Regions from separate parts of the Sus scrofa genome. Here region 1 is linked to region 2. A link is a contact called in public HiChIP or PLAC-seq data. All regions are on one chromosome and are shown on one strand. Each heading gives the region's core, a stretch centred on a gene start, on an enhancer-like site or on the middle of the called end of the contact. The rest is flanking DNA. Distances are from core to core; before and after follow the strand shown. Region 1 overlaps CDK14 (cyclin-dependent kinase 14). Region 2 overlaps CDK14 (cyclin-dependent kinase 14).

Region 1 (2,700 bases), core at 142-2,641, 200 kb after region 2:
GAGTGTATAGTCTTTTCAGATAGATTTCCTTCATTTACTAATGTGCACTTAAGATTTCTCTGTGCTTTTGCAGGACTCGGTGCTTATATCTTTTTAGTGCTAAATAATATTCCACTGTATGGTTATAACACAATTCAGTTATCCATTCACCCAGTGACAGATATCTTGGTTGCTTCCAACTTTTGGAAACTATGAACAAAGCTGTGATACGCATTCTTGCACAGGATTTTGTGCAGACATGATTTCGACTCCTTTGGGTACTTAATTTTTTTTTTTTTTAACCTAGAGAACAAGGAGGCACTGCATATAAAGATAAGAGTCAAAATAAATACACCATTCTTATGGGACCGGGAGGTTGGGAAAAGTAAAGAATGGACTGTTCAGTTTAAGAGGTGCATCTAGCAGAATTTGTAAACTCCAGCCTGCCTCCTGCCAGGGGTTAAGTGGACTGCCAGGAGAAGCTAGAAAGATGTTTTCCTGCTTGGTTTCTCTTCAGAACAATCGAGAAGAATCCTAATAAACAGCCTCATTAATCAGTCCCAGTTACAGGCATCGTTAATTAAATTCCCATAAACACTTTTAAACTGCATTTATAAATTTAATACCTTGGCTGTTTTTAAGCATTCAAGTGCCTTAATCTAACCAAATACTTAAACTATGCTTAATCTTCTCCAAATACTTAAACTATGCTTGTAAACCTAAAAAAAAAAAATTTATAAAGGTTATCTTAAGAATTCCAGTGCTAGGGAGAGCCTAGCAAAACTCCCTCACACTTTTCAATCTAAAATCGCACATTTACAAAGAAATTGAAATTGCATGTATCATCTGTGAATATATCCAGCTGTCTTAAACATAACAAACATTGTATCAATTAAATATGGAACCTTGTCCAAATAATTACCCATTGATTCCCAAACTTAACATCAGAGGCTTTAACACTACTGATTTGAATTGATCATTAGGTCTCTGTTTAAAACTAAACATTCTCAGAGTTCTTGTCACTGAGAGTGATGTAGAGAAGTCTGAGACCCCATGGAGGACAGCCCTGGATGTCCCGGGTTTTCTCCCCTGGCCACTGAAGCACGTGCTGCACCATCTTGTAGAGTCATTCCCAGCTGGAGGATTCCAGTCTCTACATTTCAGTAATTCTCTCACCTCCTTTGAATCTGCTTATCTTCCAAATCAGAGGCGCTTAACTTCTTTCAACTAATCTCTCATCCTTCTCATGGAATTTTATATTCTTTTCGTATTTTTCTCAGCTGGTTAGGTCCGAACTCTTAAAGCTATTTTGACCTAATGCTACCGAATTCTCTGTATCTCTGACACCTCTGTTTGTCTCAGGCCACAACACTGAAGTCTGGCTTGTGACAGCTGTGCTGACTGATACAGTCATCTGCTTGTTGAATGACTCACTGACAGGACAGTGACTATGAAAGATAAAGAAGCATTGTCCTTTTAGGACTCAGATATTTGAGGTCTTGTGGGATATTTCTAGTACATGTATATATTTTCCAAAAAGTGGCAGGGTGAGTTTCAAATTCAATAAAGGCTTTTGACAAAAAGATTCTTTGCAAAGCGCAGCTTTGAGATGAGATTATTAGGGTGGACTTGCCTCTTTCCCTCAGCTCCACAGCTAGTCAGTTGGTAAAATTCTGTTGGCTCCACCTACAGAACAAATCTGAACTCTAACAGCTTCCCACCACTCCTCTGGATATCATTGTCTCTCTCTTGAATTCTATTGTTAAAAACTTCTTAACTTTTTTTTGTTTTTCTTTGTTTTTGCTTCCATAGTTTTCCTCTCCTGTCCATAGTCTGTCTTCCACACAGCAGGTGGTATGATCTTAAAACATAAATCAGGTAATTAATCCACCATGATCAGCCCTCAGTGGCTTTAATTAGAATAGATTGAAATTCAGGTTCTTTACCTGTGTCCTAGATCCTGGTTCCACTCCAGCCTCATGTTCGGTCAGTATCCGCATTAGCCACACTGGCTTCCTTGTTCTTCCTTGACCTGAGGTTTCACCTCAGGACCTTTGAACTTATTGTGCCTCTTCCTGCAACTCTCTGCCCTGTAATATTAGCATATCCCTCACGCCAAAAATTATCTCCTCAGAGGTGTATTCAGAGAGTACGTCTTGGAAGTTCCTGTTGTGGTGCAGTGGAAAGGAATCCGACTAGTAACCATGAGGTTGTGGGTTTGATGCCTGGCCTTGCTCAGCGGGTAAAGTATCTGGCATTGCGTGAGCTGTGGTGTAGGTCGCAGATTTGGCTCGTATCCCGAGTTGCTGTGGCTATGGTGTAGGCCAGCACAAGTAGCTCCAATTGGACGCCTAGCCTGGGAACCTCCATGTGCCGCAAGTGCGGCCCTAAAAAGCAAAAAAAAAAAAAAAAAAAAAAAAAGTAAAAGAAAAAGAGGGAGTACATCTGACTACTCTTTCTGATTTAAACTCCCTCCCTGTCTGCCCCCCCACCCCGTATCCAGCTGGCATTGACCTATATATTTATTCAGTTATTGTTACAAGTGCTTTACTGTAACCCCAGTACCTAGAATAGTTCCTGGCACTAGTAAGTGTTCAGTAACACTTGTAATACAACATGATGAATGAATGAATGAATGGTTTTCTCATTAGAATGAAAAGCGAGTAAAAGTAAGGGCTTTGCCTATCTGAGCTATAGCTGCATCTCCAGGGCTTGACATAT
Region 2 (2,700 bases), core at 127-2,626:
GCATTTCAGGAAGGTGATTGCTGTGCCCCAGGCCACAGTTTTCTATTCTCATGGTGGAGTTGGGTGCAGAACCGTGGTTTCCTGTCCTGCTACCCTTGACCCCATTATTCTGCTTCACTTGAGAAAATCAAGACTCAAGGACATTGCATTCAGGATCAAATCCGGTGAAGTGGGTGACCTAAAAGCTCTAGTAAATGTGGATTTCCAAATGGTAGTTAATTTCCTCAGTATTATAATATTAATGAGAAGTAATGTGAATCCGTCACTAATTTGTCCATTAAGACAAATGCATTTTATTTTCCATATTCCATCATGGATTTATAGACCTGAATATTACTTAATTTTATATAGCTGTGAAGAGCATCAGTTCTTATTTTGTATTTTTCAGATGCCTCAAGCCATAGTGGGAATATTGGTAGTCTGGCTAAAAAAAGAGAAAGGAGAAGTGGCTAGTAACCTTCCCCTTGGGAACAGAGAGAAAATACTGACAGCATTAAGAACTAGGGCAAAGGTTTGGTGAAAACAGGAAGCTGCATGTGAGAAGAATTCAATGTGAGATATAGACAGTCTGCTCCACCATTTAGTAGCTTTGTTATGACGAACAGACAAGTCTCTTATTTCCTCTGAACCTCAGTATCTTCATCTGAAAGTGAAGGCCACAAAGCAAGTTCATGTGTTAGGCAAGAATTCAGGGTGCTGATGCTGAGCTGCCTTGATGTCATAAATCTGAGGTCACGTCCAGGCCCCAACACCTCCTGGTTGTGGTACTTAACCTCTCCATGCATCTTTAAATGGGATAGTAATAACAATAACCCCCCCCACCCCAGAAGGTTGTTAGGATCATGTGAGTTTTAATACATGAATGGCTCACAATATTTTTCCTATCAATAGCTAGTCATTTTGGGGAGTTCCCTGGTGGCTCAGAGGGTTAAGGATCCAGTGTCACTGCTGTAGCTCTGGTTACTACTTTGGTGAGGGTTCGATCCCTGGCCTGGGAACTTCTGCTACAGTAGTACTTGGTGCCTCTGTTAAGCTCTTGATATATTAGTTTCTTTTTCTCCCATATAGATTTCTTGAGGTGAAGCCTAATGAAAGGAATTTAAAAGCCACTCAAATATAAGGTTTTAACATTTGCATCAAATTCCATTTATGTAGTTATTGGCCTCTTATACCTTGGACATTTATTTTTTAAATGTGATATTTTTGTGCTATTAATCACTTAAAATATTGTGTTATATCATGTCTAGGAAATTCATTATAAGCCTTTCACAGAGAGAAGGCTTTGTGATAAAAGCCAGCTGCCCAGACATTTCCACCCTCCTCTCCCATCCCCCAGCAGACTGCAGAAGCAGCGTTTGGCAGGGATCCAGATTTCCTAAGTGATGGGATTGTTCCCGGCGGGAATGAGCGGAATCTGCCCAGCTTGGAGATGGCTTCAGCTCCTTTGCTTGCCTCACATTTGCAGCCTCATTCCCAAACGAACCGAACTAGTACTGTTTTCCAGTGTGTGCGGGGGATACTGTTTTAAAACGGGGAAGTCAGGTCTTCATATTAAAAAAGTGACTTTTGAATCGATTTTCAATCTCATGGAAGTTTTTCTGTCTTTGGAAGAAGAGCTGTGAATTCACGTTCATTTGTAGTTTCATCTCTGCCAGTGGGGCACCTGTCTTGAGCTGACTCAAGTCTTTACCTTCCTCATTTTCAGGGTGGGAAGGTTTAGTGATTGGAATGGCTCCGGCCAGGAAATTATTGGGTATTGTAAATGGAATTTGTTTCTCCTTTCTACTCCTCTGCATTCCTAGGCTCTGAGAGAACTCATCATCACTGAGATTGCACTGTGTTTGTATCAGCTCCTCCCCTTGCTCAATTTTTATTAAATTCTGGATGTTTCTCTCTTTGCTTGTAGATTCAGCAACCCCCTCCCTGCTGCCCCCATTTCAGAAAGGGCTCTCTTGCTCGGCAGTTGTTTCAGTCAAACGATCTGCTGAACATTTTCTGTCCCCTTTTAAATTTGGCTGTCTCCTAAATACATATTTTCTGCAGTTATTTTCTAGGATTCATTCATCTCCATTCTTTTTTTAAAACTTAAGGTTAAGTTAAAAAAAAAAAACTTAAGCATTTATAACTCTAATGAGGTTCTAGACCTATACTATCCAGTAGAACTATAACACGAGCCACCTTAATACTTACTAGAAAAGGAAAAATTTTCTAATAGTCACATCAAAAATGTAAAAGGAATAGGAGACTTTAATTTTATATGTTATTGAACCTAATACATCAGAATATTATAATTTGGGCATGTCATCGGTATAAAATTATTATTGAGATATTTAACTTTTTTTTTTGGACTCAGTTTTCAAAATCCACTGTATGTTTTATACTTACAGCACGTCTCAATTGGGTCTAGCTACATTCAGGCAGCCAGTTGCCATAGGTGGCTAGCAGCTACCTCATTGGTCAGCAGAGATCTATAATGAAACTTCTTTGTTTCAAAAAAGTGCTGTACTGTATTGGTGATTATTTTTCCATCCAGGTGGCTTAGAAAAGAGGCATGAGTCTGTGCCTCATGTCTTTGCCGATAATTAACATTGTATCTACAGAGATTTCCTTTGTTAGAAAAACCAGCTGTGGGACCAGAATTAAAAAGGTGACACCCCTATGTATAGTATGTCTCCAAGTTAACAAAATACCTTTACTGAT

What was found. HiChIP or PLAC-seq counts read pairs in DNA pulled down with a chosen protein or histone mark.
Region 1: a contact with region 2 is called in an H3K27ac HiChIP or PLAC-seq map of alveolar macrophages. The contact joins two enhancer-like sites. A contact is called at or near these places in 2 of 2 datasets of contacts at active chromatin or transcription factors (alveolar macrophages and skeletal muscle).

Annotation. Positions count from the first base shown.
Region 1 is chr9:70,909,305-70,912,004 of Sscrofa11.1, forward strand. The region is part of intron 5 of CDK14 (cyclin-dependent kinase 14); the gene reads left to right. Among named protein-coding and RNA genes, the nearest start is that of CDK14, 230 kb to the left of the region's middle. Within about 2 kb of position 1,392, at least 6 of the 83 cell types and tissues checked have an H3K27ac peak or open chromatin away from gene starts, as enhancers often do. A contact at or near this core is called in alveolar macrophages, where this site is marked.
Region 2 is chr9:70,711,580-70,714,279 of Sscrofa11.1, forward strand. All of the region lies in intron 2 of CDK14 (cyclin-dependent kinase 14), which reads left to right. Among named protein-coding and RNA genes, the nearest start is that of CDK14, 35 kb to the left of the region's middle. Within about 2 kb of position 1,377, at least 29 of the 83 cell types and tissues checked have an H3K27ac peak or open chromatin away from gene starts, as enhancers often do. A contact at or near this core is called in alveolar macrophages, where this site is marked.